2 separate regions of the Mus musculus genome follow, and region 2 is linked to region 1. The links are chromatin contacts, called in public Hi-C maps. All regions are on one chromosome and are shown on one strand. Each heading gives the region's core, a stretch centred on a gene start, on an enhancer-like site or on the middle of the called end of the contact. The rest is flanking DNA. Distances are from core to core; before and after follow the strand shown. Region 1 overlaps Ntrk3 (neurotrophic tyrosine kinase, receptor, type 3). Region 2 has its middle 17 kb from the start of Mrpl46.

Region 1 (5,024 bases), core at 671-3,170:
CCCAATTTGGCATTAACAAAACCATACCAATTGTAGTCTCTTACCTCATCCTATTCATTTATTATACTTTGAAGAGCCAGCCTTTTCCACTGATACTTGTGGCCTTCTAATAGCAGTCAGCACAGTTACCATAAGTGACTTGCCTTGTTTGGTACCAAGCAATGAGTCATAGAAGACTTGGCAGGAGCCGGCCAACGTCATTCGCAAATGTCAAGGCTGCACCTTCCCTGGCATGCATCTTCTCTCTCCTGCCCTCGCCCACCATAGGGATTTTCTTTCTTTTAAAAGTCAGTATATGTATATGTATATATTCATTTTTGATGTTGTTGTTGTATAACCTGGTGCATGTGTGTGTGTGTGTGCATGCACGCCTGTAAAGACAACCTAGAAGAATTAGTTCCCCCCTTTTCATCTTGTGTACTTCTAGAGATTACATTCAGGTTGTCAGACTCAATGCCAAGTGTTCTGTACCTGGTGATTCACAAGTGCTTTCTCGAGGTTGTTTTCCTGGAAGTCACGAATGACAGGTTTTCTGTCCTTCTATCCTGCCATGATGGGTCATTAAAGTCAAAGATGACCCTACTCTTTTGCAATAAAAAAAAATCTATGGCCAAGAAAAGACAACTTCTACCAGAAGCATGACGCTGTCTGTACTCAAAAACTAAGGAACGATGTCTCATAAAATCCCCTTAGCTTATGCCTTCCAGGGACTTCTATGTCCCCAGCCCTGAAAGGGCTCATGGTTGTTGTTGCTGATATTGCTTACCAGTAGTATTTTGTGGTACTGGGATTGAAGTTGGGGTCTTGGTCTTGGGTAAGCTAGATGAGGCACAGGGCTTCATCCCCACCACTCAGCCCCTTGTGAGCTCTTCAAGACACATCTTCAGTTCCCATGTCATTGTTATGAGGCAGGCAGTTTATTACCCCCATTTGACAGCTGGTAAAAGGAAGGCACAGACAGGTGAGGTGGCTGGGACAGGGTGTGATTGGTGGAGCACTCCTGGGGCTAGGATTAGCACTCTGGTGCTGCCTTGCTCTTGGCAGGGCCTGGCAACCCTTTTCCCCATAAAGGGCCAGAAAGTAAATCCCAGCCTTGTAGGCCATATGGTCTGTGCAGCAACGATCCAACTTTGCAACTTGAAAAAGGCTGTAGACGACAGTGAAGAGATATGAGCAAAGAAATGCCGATTTTTATCTAGTTCTCACAGGTCATGATGTATGGTTTTCCTTTGACTTAAAAAAAAACAAAATATGAAAATGAATCTTAGTTTTGAAGCTATACAAATGCAGACAGAACCCTGACCTGTAACCAGTCTGCAATGTGGCTGCGATACTGCTCTTCCCTGATTGAGGAGCACTCGGAAGCACCAGAGGATGCTGGAGATATTATTTAATGTACTGGAGGTCTCCGTACTGATGCTTCACTAACTTGTCACTTCTCAGTGTATGTAGGAGTCAGGAAGGGTCCATTTATAAGCACAGATCATAAAGACTGAAACAAAGTTTCAGGATGTAGGGACTGACATCTCTGCCACCATCAAAACACATTTATGAGATGCTAATAGGGGCCAAGAAAAGTGATTTCACTTATTTAAACAATCTGATTTATAGCTACTTGTTAGAAACAGTTCCATGTAGGAAGCTGGGCCCCCATGAATGCTGTACAAACATTGTGATCTCCTTGGTATTGGACATGGCCCATGGCCCGGGGAGATACACTGGAGAGGCTTAGTGGCACAGGTGGTCTTAGTCCTCTTGGCTTTCCTTACATCTGAAATGTTGTCAGTGTTCCTACCTCGGTGAGACCAGGGCATGAAAACTGCCTTGAAACCATGAGGCTTCCAGAGAGAAGGCATTAGAGTTAGAGGCCAATGCCAACCTGGCCACCTGGTCAATGTCCCCAGCAAATGCCAGTGCTTCTGGCTGCTCCACGGGGGCTCTTGGAGAATGTGTTTCAAAATGGGCTCTTGGCATACCTTGTCACTGTGCAGCTCTGAAATGTTGCCAGGAGTTCTGGCAGCCACAGGCACACTGCCTTTTTGGCTCTAGTTGGACTGGGCGGCAGATGGCAGAACCACTGGTGTGGTCGGGCAAGGGAGGGGCTGTCTGGGGAAAAGTAATGGTCACTTTTCTGGCCAGATTGTGCCTTGAGTAACTATATTCTTTAATGAAATGGTGCTGAGACCTTTTATATATCACAACCTCTGGTTATGGTGGCGGGAGGAGTCAGGTCCTAAGAGGGTTGGGATGGATCATTTCCTAGGATCTTCTGCTACCTCATGGAAGGTCATATTTCCTACACTATTAGAACAACAAAAGGGTCTTGGTGATCAACAACAGAATGGTTTTCAACTTGGACATGCCAAAAGCAGCAATGAAGGAATATTTGACTCTTGTCACTGTCAGGAACTAATAAAAATTAGACACATATTTATGATGAAACTTCTCTTCATAACAACAGTCTTGAGTTTCTTTGCTTTGAGCTGAATTTTTTTGCACTGGGTGGTTGACACTGGTTTGCATGTATTGATAAAGAGCTTCAATTAACAGTGACTTTTTTCTCTGATGAATCTGAGAATATGAATTAATTATTACTTAATAAATATAGTCTTCTTGCTAGACACAACCCTCTTTAAGATGGAGGTCTCGAGGGAAAGGCCTAGAAAGAGATCTTGGTGGTGAAAAGAAGAGGAGTTGAGGTGGTAGGGTACCTCTCCTTCGCAAAGAAACAGGAGACTCTGATTGGTTAATGTGCATGCTTAATCTTCATTCAAGTCTCAGAGATGAAACTTGAGCCTAGTTGCCATGGCACCCTCTTCCTACCTCCCCATGGTGCCTCTGAGTGCCCCATCTCTGGAGCTGCTTTTCTGTGCATTTCAATCCACTGGTTTTCTTGAGCTCCAAATGGAACGAACCATGGTTATGCAGACTGAGTGTTCGTCTGTGCCCTGGTGGGTGCATATGCCACATATGTCTTCTTCTTTATCTTGTTTGCACAGAAGCCATGCCCTTAGGCAAGCCACACCCCCTCCCTAAACCACATCATTTATATTGTATTTCTGTGCAGGCATTAAGAATATGAAAGAGTCTAAAAAGAGCCCGACTTTAGAAAATCCTGAATAGAAATAAGAGGGAAGTAAATTGAGTCAAAAATTTGAAGAATGGGTTTGAAGGGTTCTCGAGCTGGGGATAGATGCTAAGCACTCTGTCCTTAGGCTATACACTTAGAAGCCATGAGTCCTTCACTCCTATGTGGAACCCCACCATCCAGAGGGGAGAAGCTGAACTCAGGGTTAATTGGTGATTTGTCAGAAGTCATGGCTCATGCTCCAGGCTTCAAGCTCATGTCTGACTCTAAAGCTGGTATGCCACCTCTTGCTGTAGCGAACTGACCTTTTCTGTCTTCCTGCAGACACATAGAGAACTGGCGAGGCCTGCACACACTCAATGCTGTGGACATGGAGCTCTACACGGGACTCCAGAAGCTGTGAGTACACCAGGGTGGCTTGCTAGGAGACAATTGGGATGCTGCCTGTCATCCGAAGTAGTAGTAATGGAAAGCCTGCTGTTTCAGTGTTTCTTCTCATGAATCCTTTTTGGGGATGGTTGGCATCACCCATTTTGAGGATGTTAGGAGCCACCTTGGTCCAAACAGGCCTGGGGGCTTCCCAAGGTTAGGATTTCAAGGTTTCTCTGCTCCAAGGCATTCTGGGAATGTGTTTATCCTTCAGCTCTGTGCTTGGCGCAACCCTACACTCTATCCCCAGCCTTAGATTCCCACTAACCACTACAGTGGAGTTCAGTGTTTCAAACATGGGCAACCAAAAGTGAGGAGAAAGAGGAGAAAGCATAAAGAGACTGAAGCCTCCTTATCTCTGGAGCACCAGGTACCCTGATTCTCAATTGCTGGTTAAAATGGGTAGTGGTTAGCACCCAGCAATGACTGCTTATATCCCAACCTTCACCTAGTCAACAAAGGAATTGGGTTTATATCTCTCATTGAGCCCACATTTGGCAATCTAGGGTCATTAGTAATGAAAGGGTCTTGCCTTCTTTCTGGCTATAACCCCTGGGTTTATGCTAATCATCTTTTTTCTCTGTTCAGGACCATCAAGAATTCTGGACTCCGGAACATCCAGCCCAGAGCCTTCGCCAAGAACCCCCACTTGCGTTATATGTGAGTAGAACTGAAATTTTGGAGAGGGTGACAGGGTACATGCAAGGAAATAGTCCTGAACGATGAAGCTGGCTTTGATATTTGTTGTCCTTGGCCAAATCCTTTAACTTTCTTAGGCCTACAGTTTTACTTTGGGATTTGGTAACCTCAGAAGGTTTCAGAAGGAAGCCAGGGCTGAGTAGGTGAGCCTCCAGGCTTCCACGTGTCTACATTTTTCATAAAGAAATTTGGGATTTTATGGGAATGTAAATAACAGGGCTCAATGTGGACAGGACTCTATTGAGAGTATGTGTAGGATTTTAGGTATGTGTTTGGAATTACAGAAAAAAGGAAAGCAAGACCAGACCAAGTGTGCCTAAGAAGAGTTTAGGTTCAGTAAGAGCTGGGAGAAGTGGAAACATCCGCATAAGATCACAGGCCTCGATTTGAGATGGGACAGAGGAGACATGCTCTTGGTTATCTGTCTGCTTGTGCCTCCCTCACCCTGACTTCCCTCCTGGCTGTGACTGACTAGTGGGATGGCTTCTTAGGACAGTGGTTCTGGTTTGACCTTGCAGGAATGACATCATCTATGTTGATGCTTCTTCTCCAAGTCTAGATCTGGGTAGGTAGACTATAGGATTTGGAAGGAGGAAAGTCATTTCTTGTGAAGCAAGGGAGCATGAAAGGAAGCCTAGTAAGTGATCAGGGACAAGTCAACTGGCAATACTACAGAGATACACTTGCTCTCTGGTTCAGCTCTTTCTCAAGAAGAATAGCCATGTGGACCTTCAGTTGGTTTGCCCCCAAAGAGTAGAGAGTATACATGAACTGGATGGTGTAGCATCTGCTACAAGTGGGGAAGAAA
Region 2 (5,024 bases), core at 1,079-3,578, 250 kb before region 1:
CTATCACATGCTACACAGAGAACACTTCTGTACACATCTGCTGTCCTGTCTCTCTCTTCTCTAAAATCTCTCTTGTGAATGCTCTCTCTCTCTCTCTCTCTCTCTCTCTCTCTCTCTCTCTCTCTCTCTCTCTCTGGAACATCACGTCATATGCCTTTGATCATTCACATCACATTCAGCTCCTTGGACATTCACAGCACACACAAGCGTGCACATCAAAAGCTATCAATATTCTAGCCACGCATCCACATACCCTTGAATGTTCACATCACACCCAAAACCCACGATGCTTCTCCTACCACACACGATACAAACCTCTGAGATCGATCCGATACATCGGTACCTCTGATACAACTGTACCTACCACATTCGCCTGCATACATCGATTCCTGCATACCTTGAAACTGATTTGATAATACACGTGCACCTTCTTGAACATTCACATCACACATACACTCATGAATATTCACCTCACGCATCATCTCAGGTCCTTTGCCTCTTGCTCTCAGATCCTCTGTGTGTGTGTGTGTGTGTGTGTGTGTGTGTGTGTGTGTGTGTGTTTGGGGGGAATGTGTGTGATAACCCCTTTAAATACACATCTCATGCTTTCTTACTGACTGGATTCTAACTGGATTTGGCCAGTGAGGGAGAGGTACTGGCAGGAGGTTAAAGGGAAGGGAAGCTAAGGCTAAATATTCCTTCCCACTGCGTGCATACATCGCCTGCTCAGCATCTCTGTGGTCCACAGCCGGCAGCCCTCTTTGATTCACATTCCTGCAGCATGGCTTGCTCCTGGTAGCATTGTTTTCTTCTGCTGTCCCCAGCCCTCAGGGTGATGGCTTTACTCTTGCTCCTCTCCAAATTGCCTCTCCATACCCTGTTTGGTTTCCAGCTCTCTCAACACCATGGGAACTCATTCTCCATGTTGAAAAGTCTCTTTTGAACGACATGGCGTGGGCTACATTTTCCTAACTGCATCCTGACTGATGTTGAGCCAACGCCACGACGATAATGGATTTCACGGTGTCACTTAAACACGCATGTAATGTATTTGGGAGTAACCACCTCCTCATCTTCTTCTTCCATAGTCATCTCTTCAATTTTGGGGGCATCTTCAATTATTTTTTTTCTCTACAGTATACATATGAGAGAGCACCTGTGATAGTATTTTTTGAATCCAGCTTATTTTACTTAATGTCCATTTTCCCATAAATGACATGAGTTTGTTCTTTGTGGCTAGGTAGCACTCCATTGTGTATACATACTACACTCTCTGTGTTCATCTGTGGGTGAACCATTTTGGCTTTTGTGAATCGTTGGTGATCAACACCAGCACGCAGAAGTCTCTGACATGTGTCAGTTTTGATTCCTTTTCAGATAATCCTCAGGAGCAACACTCACAGGAGAGCAGTCTCATCCCTTGCCCGTAGCTCTCTAGGTGTGGTTGAATCTCTGTTGAACTAAATCCTAGTTCATACCATTCAGTATTTTGCTGAGTTCAGTGGCACCTTCTCCTCTGCTTCTCCAGGGCTTTACTGAGCTAAAGCTTCAGGAAGCATCTCTGCCTTCTCTAGGTGGATACAGAGAACAGTGCCCAGCCTCACGACAGACTCCATCTTCTTGGATAGAGTCCATTTGATGGACAGTGTCCTTGCAGAAACTTAAAGGGGCATTTTATAGGACCAGATTTTTGCATCATTTAGCTAGATATGATTTCAGAAGCCACGTGGGTCATCACTACCTGGCTCCTCAGGAAAGAATGGGAGCCATCTCTATCTCCCTAAAGATTTATGGTGTGAGAACTGACCACCGAAACTAAATTCACATTTCATGGACACACCCTTGGGCAAACCACACTTTGATTCTGGCTTTCTTGTTCTCAAAATTATGAGAGATTGTTGCCAGTCATTTATTACTGTTTTCAAAATGCCAAGGGAACTGTATAATCTTGAACAAGTTCTATGCCAGCATGTGGGCCTCGTTTTCTGCATTGGCAGTGTAAGAATGTTGGATTCACGTCCTGGTTGGGGCAGCTGCTGGTTCATGTGCGTCAGGGATTGGGTGAGTCTGTGCAGTACACATCGTATCCACAGGGAGGCGCCACACACAAACGTATATCCCTCCTAGGTACGCTTGGCCAAAAGCTGGGCTGTGGGTCAGAAAGCCCCACTGGCTCTTAGGCTTTCTAGCGTGTTATTACCGCCAGGTGGCCATCTGTCCACAACAACGAGTCAAGGCACGATGGCCACTGCAAACACGCAACTGTATTGCAAGGAAGAAGTCACCAACCAAATCGTTAATGCATTAGCTTAATGCATCAGAAGGAGCTGACAGGATTAAGCTGAGATCACTAAAAGGGTGAGGCAGCTCAGGAGAGGTAGAAAGAACTGGGGGAAAGGGCAAGGACACCAGCTTGCAGGCAGGTTGCCGGCCGCGTACTGGACTCGATGTTACATATTCACAGGTTGGTAGGTTCACCCTGTGTTCTGAGTTTCTCTGACACTCGTGAGATACCAGTTGAAGAAGCAACTCTAGCTGACAGATGAGGGAAGAGCTGGAGGGAGGTGGCTTGCTAGCTAGTCAGTGGCAGAGCTCCATCTTAAGACCAGTCCTCATGTGCCATGATGCCAGGTTCAAGCAGCACACCCAGGATCCTGGAAGCAGCTAGTTTTTACCCGAGCATGGAGTGGGTTCGGTGGAATCTATTCGTCACAGCTCCTGGCATATGACAGGGAAACAGTGCTGACCTTGGCTTCACATGTAGCAGAGAGTGAATCGAAGTGGACTCTTTGAGTCACCTGCTTCTATCCCTTGTTATATTTTGAGACAATAAGGCCCAGAGTTAGTCATTTTGCCAAGGATGGAGCCAAAAGCAAGAGAGTAGGAAATCTTCATCCCCACCTGGGCTTTTGCTCAGATGTCCTGTGGGCTCTGCTTGGTTGTAGTGTGGGATTCCCAGCATTGTTTGGGAGCCTACGGGCCTGCCCAATTGCCCTCAAATGCCAGCCTCCTAGGTGCCAGCCTTGCCCTGCCGCCAGCATCTCCTCCCCTGCTGGCCAAGCTCCTTGGCCTTTGTTAAGACCTGTTGGGCAAAGCAGGGATTACCCAGCATGCCAGGCATGTAGAGGCCAGAGAACCAGGCTCTTGGCTCTGCACAGCTTTCCCTGGGATTACAAGATAATGCATTTGAAGAAACATTAACTCATCCAAGTTTATGGATTATATGGAAACGAAATCGTAGTAATCTCCTCAGCCATCTGGTCCTTGATGCCACTTAGCCAGGACCTCCCAGAAGCGCCCCTCCCCCCAGGTCCCCACACAGGGCTGGGGACAGGGATGGCCATGTTCCTTATTCCTCAGGCCAGGGCAGCATTTTCCAAGGGTCTTGGAAGGGCCAGTACAGTTTGTGCCTTCAGTATCAGAGAGGTGGGCAGGGCAGCTATAGCAGGGCAGAGATGTGGAAAACCATTCATTACCAATAATGCTGCATATGGGCCGTCAACCTGTGTTTGTAATGAAAACCCGACTTTGCAGTTTAGAAAGCATCATTAGGCACATTTCTAGGGTTGGAGTGCTGGGAGGGGAATTTTTCTCCAGATGAGATGCTTGCATCTTCCATCTTTCTAAAGAATCCCGAGCAATGGAATCCCAGCCCTTCTCTGCCTCCAAACCAGGGGATGCAGGTTCTCTGCAGCCAGGACTTTGAATTATGCACTTGTGGCAGAGTGCAATCTCCTGAAGCTGTCTAAAGGGGAGGAAGCGGAACAGGGTGATGTACAGGGGCAAAGCACATGGATTTTGGCTCTAGCCCACCTAGTACGAATTCACTGTCACCGTATGACCCTTAGCAAGTCATCCTTACCTTCTGTGGTTGTTACGTGGAATGAGTGTGTTTATTTAAATTAAAAATTGTTTATTTATCTACGCGTACAGATGCAGCAGTGCGTGTGTGGAAATAAGAGGGCAACTTAGACTACGTGGGTTCCTGAGACTGAACAGAGGCTGTCAAGCTTGGAAGCAAGCACCTTTACCTGCTCAGCCATCTTGCCGGCCCAGATGTGCTTTTTTAAAAAAATCGTTCATTCATTCATTCATTCATTCATTCATTCATTTTGTAGTGCTGGGGGGTTGAACTCATAGACTCACGATGCTATGCAAACACTTTAGCACTGAGCCACACCTGTAGCCCTTAAGTGTCTGCATTTAAAGAAGAATCTTCTACCTGTTGCCAGGGCCCCATTCATTCTGTCTATGAGTGAGGTTGTAGTGGATCCCTCACACCCGTGGCGTGCTGGTAGGTAAGCATTTGGAGGTGGTGGATGGGTGGTAGGTGTCCTTGATATGGTACCTCATGCTGATTTCCTTGGTGTAAATACTCCCGTCAGGGTTAGCTTTGAGGTCCCACTCACTGCAGAGCTGAGAAGAGGGGCATGCTAGTAGCTGTAAAGAGTTGGTTCCAGTGATGCTCAAGCCTGTGGCCCATGGGTGGGAGGAGGTTCCGTAACAAGTATTCCATGGCACAGATGTAGCTCAGAGGTGGAGAGTGCTTGCCTTGCATACGCAAGGCCCTGGGTTTGGTGCCAGCACTGGAAATAAAATGACAGGTGTTCATACTGGTTGGTAAATGGTCACTATTTCAAGAGCCCCTCCCTTATCCCATTAGCCTTGGCCTTCCTCCAGTGAGCATCTTAACCTCTCAGTCATCCATCTACCACAACAGTGGGCCCGAGTCAGTGATCTAGTCAGTGCTACTCCTGGTTGATCATGGCTGAACTGGACCAGTAGATAAATGACTTGGGTATCACAGGCCTGTGTCCCCCAAGATGTTATGTTCGTTTATCTAGTGTCCCTGACTTATGGGCGTGCTTCATTGCTGTCAGCTACTTTCTGAGACCTCCTCCCCTTGCAGTCTCAAAGAATGGCTATAAGACAAGGGACAAACGTTGTATCTGGAGTCTGAACTGGTGTAATTGGAGGTGTCTATCCCCATTAGAATAGAGTCGTACATGGTTTGCTTAAATGAT

The links. A called contact is a pair of places that touch in the nucleus more often than the background predicts.
Region 2: a contact with region 1 is called in a Hi-C map of cerebellum, with 4 times the contacts expected there. The contact joins two enhancer-like sites. A contact is called at or near these places in 4 of 484 Hi-C or Micro-C datasets (cerebellum, cerebral cortex, cortical neurons and 1 more).

What each region holds. Positions count from the first base shown.
Region 1 is chr7:78,515,882-78,520,905 of GRCm38.p6, reverse strand. It overlaps Ntrk3 (neurotrophic tyrosine kinase, receptor, type 3), which reads left to right. Exons shown (of 17, transcript NM_008746.5): 2 at 3,413-3,487; 3 at 4,106-4,177. Among named protein-coding and RNA genes, the nearest start is that of Gm39038, 56 kb to the left of the region's middle. Within about 2 kb of position 1,920, at least 3 of the 459 cell types and tissues checked have an H3K27ac peak or open chromatin away from gene starts, as enhancers often do. A contact at or near this core is called in cerebellum, where this site is marked.
Region 2 is chr7:78,763,580-78,768,603 of GRCm38.p6, reverse strand. No RefSeq gene overlaps it. Among named protein-coding and RNA genes, the nearest start is that of Mrpl46, 17 kb to the left of the region's middle. Within about 2 kb of position 2,328, at least 31 of the 459 cell types and tissues checked have an H3K27ac peak or open chromatin away from gene starts, as enhancers often do. A contact at or near this core is called in cerebellum, where this site is marked.